2 separate regions of the Pan troglodytes genome follow, and region 1 is linked to region 2. The links are chromatin contacts, called in public HiChIP or PLAC-seq maps. All regions are on one chromosome and are shown on one strand. The core of a region is the stretch at or near the end of the contact, and the rest is flanking DNA. Distances in the headings are between cores, read along the strand shown. Region 1 holds the start of SMG7 (SMG7 nonsense mediated mRNA decay factor). Region 2 holds the start of ARPC5 (actin related protein 2/3 complex subunit 5).

What was found. HiChIP or PLAC-seq counts read pairs in DNA pulled down with a chosen protein or histone mark.
Region 1: an H3K4me3 HiChIP or PLAC-seq map of stem cell-derived excitatory neurons shows a contact between it and region 2, with 5 times the contacts expected there. The contact joins the promoter of SMG7 here to the promoter of ARPC5 in region 2. A contact is called at or near these places in 1 of 7 Hi-C or Micro-C datasets (stem cell-derived neural progenitor cells), 1 of 1 datasets of contacts at active chromatin or transcription factors (stem cell-derived excitatory neurons) and 1 of 1 other capture datasets (stem cell-derived neural stem cells).

Annotation. Positions count from the first base shown.
Region 1 is chr1:65,622,526-65,627,449 of NHGRI_mPanTro3-v2.0_pri, forward strand. SMG7 (SMG7 nonsense mediated mRNA decay factor) reads right to left here and starts at 1,418. Exons shown (of 22, transcript XM_024350512.3): 1 at 1-1,418. The coding sequence starts at 24. LOC107969542 (a long non-coding RNA gene) reads left to right here and starts at 1,810. Exons shown (of 5, transcript XR_001711462.4): 1 at 1,810-1,932; 2 at 2,112-2,187; 3 at 2,845-2,970.
Region 2 is chr1:65,456,552-65,461,409 of NHGRI_mPanTro3-v2.0_pri, forward strand. ARPC5 (actin related protein 2/3 complex subunit 5) reads left to right here and starts at 3,341. Exons shown (of 4, transcript NM_001246501.1): 1 at 3,341-3,590. The coding sequence starts at 3,448. It overlaps RGL1 (ral guanine nucleotide dissociation stimulator like 1), which reads right to left and starts at 3,043. Exons shown (of 18, transcript XM_016933982.4): 1 at 2,606-3,043.

The DNA.
Region 1 (4,924 bases), core at 168-2,667, 160 kb after region 2:
GTACTGCGCGCTCTGCAGGCTCATCCTCCGCCGCCGCCGCCGCGTCTTCCCGCGAAGCCTCCGTGGGTCTCTCAGGCTCCTCGGAGCGGCCCCGCGGCACCGCGGGTGCTGGCGGCCGCCGCCATCTTCCTCTCCTCCAGCTCCTCCTCGCTCGGCAGGGGGGTGGGGGTGAATGAGGCGAGGGGGAGGGAGTGGGGAAAGCTGCTCTCGCTGCTGCTCTGGCCCGTGGGGCGCAGGGACACTCCGACCCGGGGGGGAGGGGGAGGGAGGAGGGGCGGGGGAAAGAGGAGAAGCAGAGGAAGTCGGCGACCGGGCGAGGGAGGGGGTCCCTCTCGCGAGATTTCAGCAGCGCCTGTCCCCTCAGTGATTTCCGCCTCTCTGTAGCGCTCCCTTTTGGGATCAACGAGCTGTGTGGCGCCTGTGCGGCTTCTGAGAGACCGGCTGGTGGCGCTTGGAGGCTTCCTGCCAATCCACCCTTCTCCTCCCGCGCAAGGGGGCAATCCCAACCCCACCACCGGGAACACCCAGGCCAAAAGAACGGGAGTTACACTCAAAGTCTTCCCCCTTCTTATCACTCCTGCCGATTTCCCTCTTCCTTTTTGCACGCCTCCACTCTTCCCCACCGGAAACGCCGCCCCTTCCTCCTACAGTTCCTCCCAGCAGTCCCTCAACGCTTGTCTTCCCTCGCGCGTAGAGAGTGACTCGAAGGACCCCCTCTCCTCTTCGCTGCAGCCCCTCCCCATGCACGCTGGGAGACTCTTGGAGGGGATAAGGTGGGGCCCGGAGAGGAAGAGAAAAGAAGACAATCGGATTGGATAGGCAGCTGCCATGGCAACTGGAGGCTGTGGTTATATTGTCATAGTAACCGATGTGTGCGGACAGGGTCACCCTCCCCTTGGCCAATGGATTCCCAGGAAACCGCCCAGGGTTCCCCGTTTGGCTTCCCTTCCATCTAAAGTCCTCCCCCAAGTTAGGAATCGATGTAGTTCTCCCCGGTGGTGAAGTCCACTTCCTCCTCCCTTCCCACTTCCCACAGCAATTGGGGGGACACCCCGAGGCATTCACCATGGGCTTTTCCACCCGCCTGCGAGCGGGAACCACCTCCGTAGTTTCCTCTCAGAGCCGGGCGTGGAGAGGGCTGGGCCTGCGAAGAGGATGCATGGCCTGGAGGCTGGTGGGCGGCGGGCTGGAGTCGGGAGGGCGAGGCGGCAGCGCCAAGCGGCGAGGAAGGGCAAGGGGTTTCCCCACAACTGCCTTGGGCTCTGGGAGGCGGGATCCCGCCTGGACGGGGTCCCTGAGGGAGGAGAGCGGCACACGACAGCCGCGATGCCTTCCCTGCCGACGGGGATAGCCGACTTCTGGCGAGTCGACCCCTCCCCCAAATCCACCCCACCCGCGTACTCCCTCCTGACCTAGCTGTCGCGAGCCTGCCGCGAGGAGGCCAGGGTGAGGGTGGGAACACATCCTAGAAGGCTAACACGTGGTTTTCTATCATTTAAGCCGGGGACAAGCCGGAAGGCTGACTAGCGCCATCACTCTGATAGGCACCCCGCAGTGGGGATCCTGCTTGATTATTAAAGGCAGACCTCCAAGTTCCTCCCTGCTCTGCAACCTTTCTCCTCTCACGGGTCTGCAGTGTTTTAAAAGTCGTCATTCTGTGTCGTTGAGTTAGAGAGGAAAACATCGGATAAAAGAGGATCAAGAAGAACGAACCCTAGATACATCTGTCTGGTGAAAGGAGTCTAGGAAAAGAAGTTTCATTCTCAGAACAAATCTTTTTGGATATTTATTATGTGTATTTTGTGTCAGGTTTCGGGCCAAAAAGCTGAAATAAAGAACGAAGTCAATAATAATATGAAGTGTATGAGAAATAGCTGGAAAATTCATCATCCATGACTTGAAGAAATTGACGTTTTACAAGTTATATTTTCGGTTCGTATTGTGGAGTCATTTAAGGAGCTATCCCAAATTACTTTAGGATATGTAACTATATAAAACCTTCCAAGAATGCAGCCCTCATAGGATAGTTAAAATAAGGATTTTAATGGGCTATTTTGATTTGGTTTGGTCTGGTTTGGCTACCTGATTCCTGCTGTCTTTTTCTACGCCAGGTGAAGAGGCACTTTCAAGATCCTTCTCTGAGACCTGCACCAATAAGACTATACCAATGTTCAGTTGAAACATCAGGTATAAGTTTAGCGGAAACGAAAGTACAACCTGCTTTGAAATAAATTCCAAGGACAGATTGTCATTAACGAAATAGAAAGTGGACTATGCCCCTCATGCTGCCAGCGCCTGGTATGATGCGGCGTGACACGCAGCGCTTGCGGCAGTACAATGCCCCCAATCACCCGCCCCGCCCCGACGCGCCGCCCACTCACGGCAAAGAGAGCCACCTAGTGAGGGATTATTCTCATTTCCGCGGTGGGGTTCTGCTTTGCCTTCTACCATGAGCGCCCAAGGATAGAGACTCCTACTACCTATTACCTCAAATAGCCTACATTTCTTTCCGAAAATTTATTGGCTAGATATATTTTTTTTAATTTAAAGACCAGTGTGATCGCGTATTGGTTAGATTTTTTAATTGGTTAGATTTCAACCAGAATAAAAATTGTAATAATTACCCCCTTACTAATCATGGTAATAGCCATTTATGTCTGTGGCACATATCTCCAATAAAGAGTGTATGAACAGTTATCATACATTCCTGATAAGCAATCTAGGAAAATATTACTACTATCTTCTCATTTTGGAAATAGAGAAACGGATCAGAAAGATGAATCCTTTTGTTAGTGTTTGCTGATTTATTCCATAAACATTTACTGAGTACTTATTATATTTCAGACACTGTTCTGGTTATGATGGACACCACAATGAAAGAGACCTGGTCCCTGTCTTGAGGAAATCCAACTGCTGGTAGAGAGCTCAGAGTAATGATTAGGATGCAATATGAGGGATGCAGTAATTGGGGTAAGAACAAAGTAGGAACACATGAGGTCAGAAATAATAAAGTCTGTGTTTTATAGCAGCTTTCCTAAGAATCTTATAAGAGTCTTCAATAGCTTTACAATATCTCTAGCTAAATAGAAGAATAGTAGTATATTTTAGAGATTAGAAGACTTTGATACTAATATTAAAATTACCTTCAAAAATCAATAGGACTCAGAAAAATTATTACCTTCTATTTATATACTGTTTAATACACATTTTCCATTTTCATCTATTTCCACTTGTCCTAGTCAACAAACTTGTAGAATTACAGACATCTTTCTTTTTGCAATAGATATTGTTCACCTTTTCCCCCCCTACAGATATAAGATCACATCTAAACCAAAAGAAATTAAAGAGAAGCTTCCTTACTTACATTAATCCTACCAGATTTTGTTTTTGGGTTTGTCTTTTTGGCTAAGTGATTTCATGGAAAGATCACAAGCTAACGGACCTGAGTATGCATTCTAACTCTGCCATCTTGGTATCTGAACTTCAGTTTGCTCCTTGACCAAAATGGAAGCATTACCTGTTATAGGCTTCCTGTGACCTTTAATGATGACATACATGATTGAGTGCCCATTATACAACACTGAACTTGATAAACATTAAATTTTTTTCTGCCTTTTTGCTTTTTTTTTTTTTTTTTTGAGACAGAGTCTTACTCTGTCACCCAGGCTGGAGTGCAGTGGCACAATTTCAGCTCACTGCAACTTCTGCCTCCTGGGTTCAGGCAATTCTTGTGCTTCAGCCTCCCAAGTAGCTGGGACTACAGGTGTGTGCCACCATGCCCAGCTAATTTTTGTATTTTCAGTAGAGACAAGGTTCACCATGTTGTCCAGGCTGGTCTCAAACTCCTGACCTCAAGTGATCCACCTGCCTTGGCCTCCCAAAGTTCTGGGATTACAGGTGTGAGCCACCTTGCCCAGTCCCTTTTGCTCTTTTATATCAAGCTAAAAAGAGTAAAATAGAACTACTACAGCATAACATTATTTTTTAAAATAATACTCTATCTAGTCTTTTTTTTTTTTTTAAATAGAGATGCAGCCTAACTGTATTGCCCAGGCTATCTCTAACTCCTGGCCACAAGCAGTCCTCCCGCCTCAGCCTCACAAGTAGCTGGGATTTTAGGTGTGAATCACTGTACCCAGCTCTCAATCTAGTCTTTGTCTATAATACTCATAGGTCTGAACTCACATTCAAATCTATTGGCATCCAGTGCTAGAAGATAGATTTCTTTATTCATGACTGATTACAGAAAAGAACACAATATTAGGACATTGTGAGTCCAATGCTAGAGATTTAAAACTTTTCAAAAACCTTTTATCACATAAAACAGCCTAATATAACCACATTTCTGTCCAAGTAGATAGAATGGCCTCTTTTCAATCAAACACTGAGTACTTGCTGAGAAGATACTCTTAACATTCTTACCAAATTTACCCAGAGCTTTGGTAACCTGACGATTAATACATAGCAGGCCTCCTCCCTCTTTATAATAATAGACAGCCTGTGCCATGACATCGTAACAAGCCCTAATTTATTTTAATATTTATCCTACATATTCTGAATGTTTATAAATCCTGTGCACAATTAGGAACTTGGTAAATCATTCTCATCAAAGCAGAAACACATTTATTATCAGTTGCATACTCAGTACACAATATGTGTGAAGCTAGCCATTCATTCCTCTTCAGTACCACACCTCAGACCATAGAGTTAAGTGAGTCAATCAAATGAGTAATTCATTCTCTTCAAATAGTGAGTCAGATACAAATTGACATTTAAATTCAGGTCTCCTGTTGCTCAAGATTTCTTAGATCAAGGGTCAGTAGCCTTTTTCAGACAGTTTGCCAAGTGTATATTTATTCATTAACTCCAAAGAGGGAGTCTTTTAGCCTGAAGAATAGTCGGGAACCATTGCAGTCCAAGATTG
Region 2 (4,858 bases), core at 2,091-4,590:
AGGGTTTCCCCATGTTGGCTAGGCTGGTCTTGAACTCCTCACCTCAAGTGATCTGCCCGTCTTGGCTTCCCAAAGTGCTGGGATTACAGGCATGAGCCACCACGCCCAGCCAGGATTCAATGTCTTTGTTGTTTAAGTATTTAGTGGCAAGTTTGGAGAAGAGAAGCACATGTTAGAATCCTTGGTTTAAAATGTCTGAAAAGAAAGACCTATCATAGTCTTACTAAAGTCCCTTCTAACTGAAAAGATCCTTGGCTGTTTGCATCATCACAGAAAATAAGGAACTACATATACAGCATTAACCTTGAGAAAATTCAGATTCGGTCCTGCTTCAGTATTGAACCAAACCAGGTTATTTGCACAACAAGTAAAATGTCTTAAAACCTTATAAATCTTTTATATCAGGGTAAGCACTCATTTGAAAAATTAAAATAAGGAAAATAATATTACCTAAGATGAATTAAGTATCATGATTAACATTAAAAATTTAGAATTTGCAAGGAAGTGAAATGAGTTTTCTAATTAAAAGATAATTAAAGACAGATTTCTCCACATACACACAAAAATTTCTCTAAAGCTTTATAAAGATTTAACTACCTAATAAGGTAGAGAAGTAATTTATGTGCCCACTAAAAAATACTCAATTTCTGAATGTTCGTCCAAAATTAACTTGTCAGATCATTAAATCATTGACTAGAAACACGTTGAGTACCTATTATGTACTAGGCACTTAGATCATTGTGAGACAATAAAAAATACTGCATTAGAAAAGGACATTTTTCACATCTTAAATGCAATAAGCATTATTTGGCTGGCAATTAATTACATTGAACACATTAAACATATAGAGCAAAATTCTGAGCAATCAAAATAATTATACCCTTGAGCAATCCATTATTTAAATTTCTTTCACTATTCCCTTAAGCTGATTTCTACTCTGGGATTCTTTCATAGTTCTCAAATAAGAAAATAAAAAATTTCCTAAATAAGGCAATACAAAAGAATAGAAATGTAAGAGAAGAGATGTATTAGCTCTTGAATCCCTGTTTCCATTTGCTGTCAATAGTGCCTCTAATGTTCGATTTTCTCTTCAAAGAAAAATCTTGATTTAAAAGAAGAAAAAGTACAATCACCTTTAACAGCTAAAGTATACTGATTAGCATCTACTAAAGTTAGCAAAGACTGAAACTGAAAAAAAATTGTAAAATCTTTATTCTAAGTTATATAACGCCATTCACCATAGTAATGATTTTATACTTTGGTATATGGCTTTTTAAAATAAATATTGCCAACAGGTAAAAATTTTTCCTTTGCTGTCTTAAGGCATTCCTAAGAGAATTTTTACCAGTGTGTGTGTTCATAACTTGAATGTTAATTTAAAGCAATGTTACTTCTATCACCTAAATGATATACTTATAGAAGAGTGGTTTAATTGGGAACAGAAAAACGCCACATTGCTTCTTCCCAAGAAAAAGGGATGTATTCCATTCTCGAGGTCTCTCTCCCACTCTCTATTTATATATAATATACTGCATAGATAAATATACACACATTATATATGTATTTTTTTGAACTTAAAGAAGACTGGACATATGTATTTACATGTATATATCCAACAAATATTTAATTTTGAGATCTCTCTCCCTCTTCTGATTTATTATTCTCAGTATGATTCTCAAACTGTACGGTCTTTCACATTTCATTCATTCATCAAGCATGTATCGAGTCCCTTCTGCATGCTTAGCTTTTTGTCATATGGAAGGAAGATACAAAAGAAAAACTGTTTCTGCCCTTCAGAATCTTTCCATCTCTTCTAGGAAGGAGATAAAACACCATATATCATTAAGAAATTTATAAGACTAGTCCCAAAACCAATGGTACAAGCAACATGCATTTTACATTTATGTAGAATTTTAGAGCTTGGAAACACTTTCGTGATATATAATCCTAAGAACAATCTTGTAAAGTGCACATTATTAGCTCCATTTCAGTGATGAGGAATCTGAGACAGAATTTTAAGTGACATGTCTCGTTCAAACATTATGAGTGGAAGAGTCAAGACTTAAGCCTGAGTTTTCTGATTCTAAGCCTAGTGCTCTTTTCAACACAGCACTGGAAACCAAAGATTGTGGTACACAACAGGGCAACAGCCAGTCTTCTGCTCGAGGTCCAACTAAACTGGACCCATACCGAGCAGTGTCCAGCCAAATGTCCAAATTAATTTTATCCTGCAAATATTTGTTCTTCAGTGTAATACACACAGCACAACTACCATTTCCTTCATCTTAGTGCCTTTATCTCCTACATTCCAGAAATGGGGATGTCAAATTTTTTTTTAATCTGGCCTAGATGGAATCATATAAATCTCAAATCATAATATAAATCTTAAAGGTCTGGTTTCCACCAATCCTTCCACATTTTGTTTTCCCCCAGCACTAGAGAGCCTAACCTACCCTCACCCCTTTCGAGCATTCTTGCTCCAAACGACCACCTATTTTAAGATGTCAATGACCCTTTCCCAAATTCTACAAATTCACCCCAGTTTTGCCACCCGACCCCAGCGCCTGCCCGGACACGTTCCCCTCCCTCCCAATAGATTTGATACCGAGTTCAGGTTCTGCAGATCCCGTTGCGATGCTGTCACACAGCACTGACAGATAAGATTTGACCTTTCGACTCCGTCCTTGGGGACTTCCCGCTGGCCAAGAAGGGTAGTTCCAATCCCAGGAAACGGGCTTCCTGCTCAGGAACGCAGCCTCTAGCAGCGCACAGTCTGAGGCAATGTCTCCGGCAATTAGAACGATGCTGGGCGCCCGGGTGTGCATCACTCTGCCTCATACTCCTACCAACTGCAGGGCACTCGGTCCGGCAGCCAGTCCATCCCACCCACAGCCAAGTCCCAGCCAGCCGGACCTTACGCAGGACCCCAATGATAGGTCGTTGACGGCTGCAGCAAAAGCCAAGGCCACCTGCCGCTGCTGCCCATCCCCGCCAATCTCAGACCCCCTAGACTGGACCGCAGAAAAGCGTTTCTATGGGAACCCCCTCACCGAGAATCACGTGACGCAATCGGACGACCAATCGCTTCTTACCTCTGCCCGCGGTCCAGCTTTTGGCCCTCCCTCTCGCCCCCGCCTCCTTCGCCCAGCCCCGCCCCTTGCCTGCGGAGAGCCCGCGCCTGCGCGCTGTGTCCTGCGCGCTCCTTCCCTCGCGCGCGCTCTCCGTGGAAGAGCAGGGGCAGCGTGGGAGGCGCCAAGGGAGCGCGAACCTGAGGAGGAAGAAACGGGGCTAGCGCGCAGGCCCAGAACGGTCCGAGCCGCGGCAGTCGGCGACGCCCCAGAGCGGAAGAGGGAAGTGAATCAGGCGCCGGGTAGTGGGTTGCTGGGCTGGGCTTGCTGAGGTAGAGGCAGCGCCAAGAAGAGGCCTTTGCCGCTGGTCGGGATTGGGATGTCGAAGAACACAGTGTCGTCGGCCCGCTTCCGGAAGGTGGACGTGGATGAATATGACGAGAACAAGTTCGTGGACGAAGAAGATGGGGGCGACGGCCAGGCCGGGCCCGACGAGGGCGAGGTGGACTCCTGCCTGCGGCAATATCCTTGCATTCACCGCCCTCCCCACCCCAGCCCAGCCCAGCCCGCCCTTCTCCTGGGACCCGGGAGCCTGCAGGATCCGCGGGGCACCGGCGCGGAGCTGCCCTCTCAACCTGCGGCTTAACCTGTGTCTTTGGGATCGCCCGCTCTGAGAGGGCAAGGGGGAAGCCCTCGTTTCCTACCCAGTCGGCAGGAGACGCGAGGGTCCCACTCTTGGAAGCCTGCCCTCCCCCGCGCGCCTTCCACGCCCCTAGATTCCTCAGGTTGCACCCGAGTGCCTGCCTGCCTCGGGAACTGGTCCCGCCGGCCGCGCCCTCGCGGCGCTGGGGAAGGCGGCCCCGGCTGGTGGGGAAGGCTGGTGCCGAGCGCCTTAGTTTTTCTTCCTAGAACTCTTATTTCCTGGGGTCACATTAGCTCCAGAAATTTCTGATTGTGGGGAACCTGCATCTTTCCTTAGTGGTTTTGTTTTTTGTTGTGTTTTTGTTATTGGTAGCGTTAAGGTAGTTTATTCCTTACCAGGGGGCGGGGGGAGATGGGACTGTTCGAAAATTGAGGGTCCCTGTGCTTTCAGCCCATTGGCCTTTTTAAAAAAAAAAAAAAAAAAAAAGAAGAAGGGGATTTGGCAAAATATACATTGTACAGAATTTGTTAACCGGGGGAGGGGAATGAATACAAAAAATACAAAACTCCTAGAAGGAAGCTTGGAGCCTTTTACCTGCTAAGAAAAGGACAATAGAAAAAACGACGGGGAATGCGTGTGGAGAATCCTTGGAAATATTTAAAATAAACCCCAATGAATAAGATAGAAGATGAGTCATTCGTATAAAGCAGAATCATTTTTGTAATCCTAAAATTGTTTCCATTTTAGTTAAAATATGGCAGTCAGTTCCCGGTTTCTGTTTTTGCATATTTGAATATTCATAACTTTGGCTTCGCATTTGCATTACATCTTTTTTAGAAAAATGTAAATGTTGCAAAAAAACCGAAGCTGTAGTTTTAGAAAATCTCAGACACTGAATTTGTATGCATTTCTAATTATTCTTGGGTGTATTCATAAGGAAGACTCTCAACAATGTCCTGTTATATTGGGGAAATATGAGAGTGAAAATATTTAATGGCAACAATATCCTTTTTTAAAGGCACCTAAATAGAGCATTAGACATTTATCAATATATAGATAGTCCTTTGCCACAACTTTCACAATTAATTAGATGTTGCTCTTTTGCATTATTTAAATACTTAAGTGCTTGGAGTCATAAAAAATGAGC